Linked DNA regions of Zea mays: regions 1 and 2 are each linked to region 3. A link is a contact called in public Hi-C data. All regions are on one chromosome and are shown on one strand. The core of a region is the stretch at or near the end of the contact, and the rest is flanking DNA. Distances in the headings are between cores, read along the strand shown.

Region 1 (2,991 bases), core at 20-2,519, 230 kb before region 3:
GCCGCGGAACGCGCTGGACGCCGCGGCCAGGACACGGTCGCCGTGCGCCAGGAGCTCCCCGGTGTACCAGGACAGGAAGAACTCCCCGTAGGCCGACTTCCACGAGCCCCCCAGCTCTCTGAAGAAGGCGGACGACTCCGGCGACTCGTCGTCGTACCGCGGCCCGTCGTGTGGACCCGACAGGCCCCACAGTGGCTGCCCCGACGACTCGGCGTGACGCTTCAGCCGTGCCAGCATGTACTTGTCGTAGCACTGGAACTCGCCGACGCCGTCGAAGCCACGGGAACCCTGGTTCCCCGGCGGGTATGACGGGTACTGTAGCTCGCCGTTAGGACCCAGGCTGATAGTCACATCCTGTGCCATGAACGAACGAACCAAAGAGAGAAGATTCAGTTTCCCAAATTAAAAGAACGCAAAAAAGATTTTAAGTGTGTTCTCCTCCTGGACCAGGGCTCCTCTTACCGTGATCGTTGACCCGAACAAGTCATCGAACTCTTCAGCAAAGCTGCGGAAGAAGGCCTCGTAGGCCTGGAGCGGCGACTTGCCGACGAGCACGGGGAGCTCGTCGACGGCAAAGGAGAGGCAGCCCATGCGGCGGTGGCCGGAGCGGTCGGTGAAGAGGACGTCGGGGTCGGCGGCCGCCGCGTCGGCCACCCATCCGGGGAGCGCGTCGCCGTCGGTGCGGAGCGAGACGCGGAGGTCGAGCCCCGCGTCGCGGACCATGGCGGCGACGGCGCGGTACCCGGCCCACTCGAACCAGCCCCCGGGCCCGGGCTGCGCGACGGCCCAGGACACCGGCAGCTCCACGCCGTCGACGCCGAGCAGCTTGAGCGCGCGCAGCGCCGCCGAGACGGCCCTGGGGCGGCCCACGCCGCGGCCGTCGGAGACCACCGCGTCCGCGGGGAGGCCCACGAACAGCCTCACCGCGGTGTCCATTCCCTCGCCCTCCGCCGCCCGCTCGCCGCCGGCGGCCTCGGAGACGAGCGCCCGCACGGGGCCCAGATGCCTGCTGCTGCTAGCCCGGACAGCCCCGCTGACCGCACGCCGCGCCGCTCCGAGCCGGACGGCGCCTGCTCGCTGCTGGCCCTGGCCATGGCTAGCCAGCGACGCGTCCCCCACGCACCGCCACCTCGTCGGTGTCGCCGTCGCCGTCGCTGCCGCCTGCTGCGTCAGTGCTGCCTCCATTGGCTGCTGACTGCTGTCCTGTTCACCACGCTGGTCGGGGAGCGTCGATCGTTGGTTCGTTCGCTTGGTGGTGGTCGTAGTGTATTTTCCCTCCCAATTCGTCGGGGCGCGCGTATTTATGGACAGTAGGCCGGTGCCAGCGCCACGTCGCAGGGAGCCAGCGCGCCGCAAAAAAACACACAAGCTCATGTGCTGCTCAAGTTTATCGCCGGGTTTTCCTGCGCCGCTAGATTCTATCGAGCCACTGACGGCTGGGGCCCATCCGTTCTATCGCGTCAGATCTTGCCGCGCCCGCGCCGCCCCGCCCCGCGCCGCCCAGCCAGGTTGATTCGTCGAATGACGAGGTGGTGGGACTACCCTTGGAAAAGACGAGTGTGGGACCGACACTTGTCCTCGGAACGTGGGGCGGTTCGAAGGCGTTTCGCGTCATTTGGCAGTTGGCACCATCGGGAGCACAGTACGGATTACTACTTGTGGTTTGTGGATAAGGGTGGCACGTAGGAACGTGGAGGCGCCAGCGCCACGCAGACGCCGGCGAGGCCTGGCCGCGGACTGGGGTACGGGGCGCGTGCGGTGTGTCGCTGCCGCGGCGGCGTACGTGGAAGTGGAACGTGGTGTTGGTGTGGGCGTGTGGCTGGGCGGCGCCGAATCGCTGGCGCGAGCCGCGTTCGTGGCCACCGTTTCACCGCGCCTCGCCGCCGATCTTGGGGGCAGGGCCCAGGACGCGTTGCCGGGCTTCCTGCGTGCGCTCTGCATGCGACGGGCGACGGCTTTCCGCGCCATGCCATGCTTCCGAGTCCGAGCCATGTGAGAGGCTGGTTTTGGATATGGATCCAGCACCAACCGATCTGGAAGATGTGGTGGACACGTCTCTTATATGTCAAAAATTCAAAAACTGAAATGAGATGTATACACGAACATGGGTTGAAATGGACTGCGGCGTTCGGTCGGTCTTGCACATAGTGCTGGGAATATGGGGTAGAGCTTTTTGGCCAGCACGAGCATGGTACAAAAACATGAGCCCAAAACATGACCCGACACGAAATAATACGGACCGGGCTAGCGCGGCTTGAAGACGGGTCTGGGTCGGGCCTCAAATTCCAGCCTATAAGGCACCCGACACGACCCGCACAGATGGGCCGAACTTAGACCGACACGGTTCAATAAAGCCCAAATTGTTTAATTCCTTTAATTTAGTAGGCTATCGACTTTATATTATTGTGATATTTGGAGTTTATGTGGTTAAATGATGCTAGGATTCTTTAATATCTTTAATTTAGTAAGTTATGAACTTTTTGTTGTTGTAATATTTTGATTTTATGTGGTCAAATATATGGGTCGGGCTTGGGCCGACACGACCCAATGAAGGCATGACGTGATTTAGGGCCAAACTGAGCCACTGTTTTACTTCGGGCTGGCACGATATGTTCTAAAAATATTTTGGGTTTTCCTGATCTAAATCCGTTTGGTACGAAGCACGATAGGCTTAGAACCGGCTCAATGGCTACTAGCACGACGTGGTACTTTTTTTTTGGTGGCAAAGTTATTTGCGCTATTATGGTACTCGTTTGAGATGGTTTCTCTATAACGTGGTTTCTATATAACAATATTTACAGATTAGGCTTTTTTATAGTAGTGCTTACAAGTGACCAACTTTTCTAAAACAATATTTCATATTTATTTCATCCATCTCTATTTTCTTTTCCTAATTTCTACCGCTTAAAAAGATATTTTTTACCCTTAATCGGTCATAGTATATAAAGTATAACCACATCTGGTTTAAGAACGAATAAATACATTTAATTC
Region 2 (2,945 bases), core at 318-2,817, 190 kb after region 3:
TTATGATGTTATGCAACAAGAACAACAGTTGAGGCACATCTGGAATACAACCACAATTAGAATGTCCGTGGATTGATTTTGGTTGTTGCACAACACAATGAGAACTGCAAAAACAATGTGGTACTGTAGAATGTTTGTTCGTTGTTTACTGAGAATCAGGGACTAATGAATTCGTTAACATGATGCAGTTGATTAAGGAACGAAATATTTAGAAGAGAATAAGCACCAACTAACAGCAAGAACGTATATGCCTCCATAACTCCATGGAGAACGAAATATTCAGCAATTTCTGAAACCGAAATGAAAGGGGATGGAGGAGCGCGACTGGTAAAAGTTTACGAACCTTGGTTGAATCTGTGGCTTGGGGATCAGTGGTTGAATCTGCGTCTTGGGGGAGAGATGTGGGGGATCAACTGTAGGCCTCCCCATTTGTAGTCGTAGGTGGGCAGAGGTTGCTGAGGTCGATGCAGGAATGGAAGGGGATGGAGGAGCGCGTTGATGGCAGAAGGAGATTCGGCGTGGGGAGGAGCTGAGCGCGCCATCGAAGATTTTGCCTGCGCGCGCAATCGACGACGTGGGGAGGATGGCGTTGATGGCGGCCTCGGCAACCTTCCATGACGGTGGTGCTGATATCGCGGATGGGTCGGCGCGGATCCTCGGCCACCTTCTGTTATCGGAGACGGGGACAGTGGGGAGGAGGGTGGGGCGGATCGACATGGGGAGGAGGGCACGCGCAGGCAAGGATCCATGATGGCGGTGCGCAGATCGTCCCCAACCTTCTGCTATTGGAGACGGGCGGAGCAGAGGAGGGCGCGTCGATCCGCCCAACCTCCTCCCCACCGTCGATGTCGCGCGAAGAAAAGGAACCATGACGACAGTGCGCGGATCCTCGCCAACCTTCCACTATTGGAGACGGGCGGAGTAGAGGAGGGCGTTCATGGAAGGTTCGAGTATGGCGGTCTGGAGCGGAATTTCCTTGGAGCAGCGGCGCGGGCGACGGACTGGAGCGGTGGGATGGCGGGATCAGCGAGGCGGGGGCGCAGAGAGCACGGGCGCGAGAGGGAGCGGGCTACAGGCAGAACTGTGCACCAAAAAAGTGTGTACGTCTACACTATGGTCTTATATAATAGTAGAGATTATATTACTCTATTTTAATGTTAAATTATACTAAAAAATAAATGCACAGTCTATTATAAAATAACAAACTAAGATTTAAATAAGATGTCTCTTATGATTTTAAACATAGTTTGTTCTATATTGATTTAATATAATTAACTTAAATTTATCACTAAATATTGTATTTTCTAATAGGGACAAAATCTTCATAGGGATGAATTCCTTGAAGGGAACAGAGATGAAAGAAAAAGTCTCCCGTAAATATTTGCAGGAACAGAGATAGATAATTTTTCTTACAACGGAAGTCATTCCCGTTCCCGATGAGTAATTTTCCATTGTCATCCCTGGTTTTGACCCAGCAATTAGCAAGTCCCGGAAACCTAAAACCCCAGGCAAACCATCCGACGGTTCAGCAGCACGGTCCAGCTCAGCCAACGGCCAGATGGGCCACCGCGACACTTTGTGGCTCTGTCCTCTCCGATATATTACTCCAGCTGTCCAGCCCCAAGCCCTTTGCACTAGCAGAGCTAAAACCCTTGCGGCGGCTACCTTTCCCTCACCCCCTTTCTCGCCTCGCGGCGGCTACCTTTCCCCCCTTCTCGCCTCTCGCCTCGCGGCGGCTACCTTTCCCCCCTTCTCGCCTCTCGCCTCGCGGCCGCCGCAGGCGACCCCTTGTCGCCTCGTGCTGTCCACCGCCGAATCTTCCCCAGGTTGGAAGGTTTCTGCCGCCTCAACAGCTCGATCCGGTTGGCGCACGTTTTCCTCTGTCTGATTTGGTTCCCTGCGCGTTCGTTCGATTCAGGTTAGGGAGGGTATCTGTTGTTTCAGCTCAGTTTTACCGGGGGACTGGTTGTGGGCGGAGATGTTGGTGCTCTTTGAGACCCCCGCGGGCTTCGCCCTATTCAAGGTGCTCGACGAGGGTAAGCTCGACAAGGTCGAGGTAAGTCACCGCCGTTGCAATTTTTTTGGATTCGTTAAATTTGGTCTGCTCCGTGCTTTTCTGATGAACTGTCAGTGATAATGCGCGCTATGCCTCTGCGTTCTTGCTGTTGGCAGGATCTATGGAAGGAGTTCACGACGTCGGACTCAGCAAGAAAGGTTTGTGATTCGCTTGACCTTAGCAGGACAAACGGCATTTATTTTTCCAGAATCCCAACGTAGGATTTTTCACGTTATGACATTTTGCATTTGTCGTTTTGAACAAATGTCATTGATTTAACTCATCTATTCCGTTGGGGCACTGTGGATTAGCCACGAGAATATGAGCTTTTACTTAGGTTAGGGTGGCTTAGCTGGATATGTGTTGGAATGTGCTTTCTGTAAGCCATTTCAAACATTTCACATTTCAAGCAACAAAGCGCCTAGTCATTTTGTGCTGCTATTTCATAATGGTACCCATTATATGCGCATAATGGATTAATTCATTCAGAAATCATGCATACTGTGTCCCAAACAGACTTAACCGTTTACCTTCAAATGCAAAATAAGAAACAAGGAAAAAAGAAAATATGACTTGATGAGTCTTCGAAGCTATATTGTTTGCTTCTGCACCTTTAGTTTTCTGTTCTGACTAATAACAACGAACTTCTTGTAGGTGGTTGAGCTGAAGGCTTTCAATAAGTTTGAGAACACATCTGATGCTCTATCTGCGGCAACCCTTATTATTGATAGCAAGCCTAGCAAGGGTCTGCGCAAGTTCTTACAGAAACATTGTGAGGGTGAAACATTAGCGGTTGCTGATTCTAAGCTAGGAAATGCTATAAAAGAAAAGCTGGTCAGTAGTATTTCTCAATTTATTACTTTTTTGTGAATGGTCAGCCTTCATGGGA
Region 3 (2,700 bases), core at 73-2,572:
CATGATCCTGCAAAACACTATATTGTAATGTAGATTATACAGTTTAAAATAGTGAATCAGATCGAGAAACTGGAGACCACCTTATAGCATGTTTGTTTGTTAAAGGGGAATAAAGCCCTTGAACATGTTTGTCTGAGGTACATCATTAGAGAATATTTAATTGAGGTGTATGTTTTAAAGATTTTCTAAAAAGTTCTTGACTGCGAGGAACTAATTATAGCATTTCAATGAAGTTAAGTTCACAAAAGCATTTTTTTAGTTTTCATGTAAACTCATCCTTTCAGAGTTTCTGCAGTAAAGGAGGAACTTAGGCTACCCAGGGACTTAAATTATTCTAGCCTTGGCCCCGTCCCCGAGTTTTGAACGCTTGTACGGTACAAAAATCCAGATTCAAAGCATTCCTGTATCAAAAATCCTCAGATATTCTTAAAAAAAGATATGACATCGACACAATCCATCCAGAATACGAACACATCAACCTTTATGAGGTGGATCGCCCTCAAATGAATGATGCTGCAAAGACTTGCGTAAACTATATAGCAATGAGAATCCAGCCGAGTACAAAAATATGTTTGTTGCATTAAAAAATGCAGTATGTGTTTGGCCTCAGATTAGCATTTTGGCACATTAATCTTAGTCGCCGATAACTCGGGCAAAAGATTACCCGAAGCGCAAAATAGTTACCGAGACTCATGCCATACGCTGTCATCACCGGCAACGACATCGAAAGCCAACCCGCACATCAAACCAATCCAGCAAAATCCATAGTCGCTTAACTGTTTAGAATATGGACACGAGAAAAATAGGCGTTCGAGAGGGGGGGACACGAGAAAATCTATCCAACTCCCCGGAGATGTTGAAACGTATCGACAGGGAAGCGAAAAATCGGGAGGAATCAAACCTCAATGAAAACGGATCGACGGGGAAACAAAGAAAGGAACGAAACAGTGCCCCGAGCGATCCTAGTTGAGAGATGGAGGTCGGAAGTCTCTGGAGGTTGAAAGAAGCCGCAGCAGCACCCAGCAGACCAAGGTAAGAAACGGCGGCGGCGGCGGAAGCTAGGGCTTCTTCTGCGGAGACCGAAGAGGCGAAGAGTCACTAGCACTACGTCTCGCCTTTATTACGCTTCTGAACGTTGGGCTCTGATGGGCTACGTTCTGTGGTGGGAATCTTTGACTGCGAACCGGCCCATGGACTGAGAAAGATTTGGGCCCAAAACCACAGTCCTCGTCTTCTGTCGGAAAAAAGATCGCAAATGAAACGACCCCGCAGCTGACGTGATGTGATCCATCTGTTGCCCTGCTCTGCTCACCGGATTCCCCCCGACCTCGCCACCGCCACAAACGCTGTCCAGCTCCTCGCACTCTGACACTCCCTCAATCTCCCTCCTTCCCGTCCACGTCGCTCGCCGTTCCGCCTCCCGCATTCCGTCCAACACCCCCGCCGCCACTACCATGGCGACCATCCTCCTATCCTCCCGCCTCCCAACCACCGGTACAGCCACGCCGTCGCCCACCCGCCCCGCTCCGCGGTTCCTCTCCTTCCCCGGGACCGCCATCCGACGCCGCGGCCGGGGCCCGCTCCTCGCCTCCTCCGCGGTCTCACCGCCCGCGCCGGCTTCGGCGGCGCAGCCCTACCGCGCGCTGCCGGCCTCGGAGACCACGGTCCTCGTCACGGGCGCCACGGGCTACATCGGCCGCTACGTCGTCCGGGAGCTCCTCCGCCGGGGCCACCGCGTGCTCGCCGTGGCGCGGTCCCGGAGCGGCATCCGCGGCCGCAACTCCCCCGATGATGTCGTCGCGGACCTCGCCCCCGCCCAGGTCGTCTTCTCCGACGTCACCGACCCGGCCGCGCTGCTCGCGGACCTCGCCCCGCACGGGCCCGTCCACGCCGCGGTCTGCTGCCTTGCCAGCCGCGGCGGCGGCGTGCAGGACTCGTGGCGCGTCGACTACCGCGCCACGCTGCACACGCTCCAGGCCGCGCGCGGGCTCGGGGCCGCCCACTTCGTGCTTCTCTCCGCCATCTGCGTCCAGAAGCCGCTCCTCGAGTTCCAACGCGCCAAGCTCAAGTTCGAGGAGGAGCTGGCCGCGGAGGCCGCGCGGGACCCCTCCTTCACCTACAGCGTCGTGCGCCCCACGGCGTTCTTCAAGAGCCTCGGCGGCCAGGTCGACATCGTCAAGAACGGCCAACCGTACGTCATGTTCGGCGACGGCAAGCTCTGCGCTTGCAAGCCCATCAGCGAGGAGGACCTCGCCGCCTTCATCGCCGACTGCATATACGACCAGGACAAGGCCAACAAGGTGCTGCCCATTGGCGGGCCGGGGAAGGCGCTCACGCCGCTGGAGCAGGGGGAGATGCTGTTTCGGCTGCTCGGGCGCGAGCCCAAGTTCATCAAGGTGCCCATACAGATCATGGACGCCGTTATCTGGGTGCTCGATGGATTGGCCAAGCTGTTCCCGGGGTTGGAGGACGCCGCCGAGTTCGGCAAGATTGGCAGGTACTATGCCTCGGAGAGCATGCTGTTGCTGGACCCGGAGACCGGGGAGTACAGCGACGAGAAGACGCCCAGCTACGGCAAGGACACGCTCGAGCAGTTCTTCCAAAGAGTGATAAGGGAAGGGATGGCGGGGCAGGAGCTTGGCGAGCAGACCATCTTCTAGGCCTTCTCCATTACCAGTTTCCGGGAGAAAGAAACTTGTA

The links. A called contact is a pair of places that touch in the nucleus more often than the background predicts.
Region 1: a Hi-C map of bundle sheath shows a contact between it and region 3, with 4 times the contacts expected there. The contact joins the promoter of LOC100284904 here to the promoter of LOC100281890 in region 3. A contact is called at or near these places in 7 of 25 Hi-C or Micro-C datasets (bundle sheath, ear, leaf and 2 more) and 1 of 3 datasets of contacts at active chromatin or transcription factors (leaf).
Region 2: a Hi-C map of tassel shows a contact between it and region 3, with 2.6 times the contacts expected there. The contact joins the promoter of LOC100384739 here to the promoter of LOC100281890 in region 3. A contact is called at or near these places in 2 of 25 Hi-C or Micro-C datasets (ear and tassel).

The regions. Positions count from the first base shown.
Region 1 is chr1:60,233,129-60,236,119 of Zm-B73-REFERENCE-NAM-5.0, reverse strand. LOC100284904 (beta-amylase) reads right to left here and starts at 1,269. Exons shown (of 2, transcript NM_001157799.2): 1 at 463-1,269; 2 at 1-354. The coding sequence starts at 1,185.
Region 2 is chr1:59,813,727-59,816,671 of Zm-B73-REFERENCE-NAM-5.0, reverse strand. LOC100384739 (putative nucleolar protein 5-1) reads left to right here and starts at 1,567. Exons shown (of 10, transcript XM_008657431.3): 1 at 1,567-1,826; 2 at 1,919-2,056; 3 at 2,173-2,214; 4 at 2,711-2,890. The coding sequence starts at 1,979.
Region 3 is chr1:60,004,621-60,007,320 of Zm-B73-REFERENCE-NAM-5.0, reverse strand. LOC100281890 (PCB2) reads left to right here and starts at 1,322. Exons shown (of 1, transcript NM_001154810.3): 1 at 1,322-2,700. The coding sequence starts at 1,455. The coding sequence ends at 2,660. It overlaps LOC103634874 (a long non-coding RNA gene), which reads right to left and starts at 1,098. Exons shown (of 2, transcript XR_556976.3): 1 at 902-1,098; 2 at 1-7.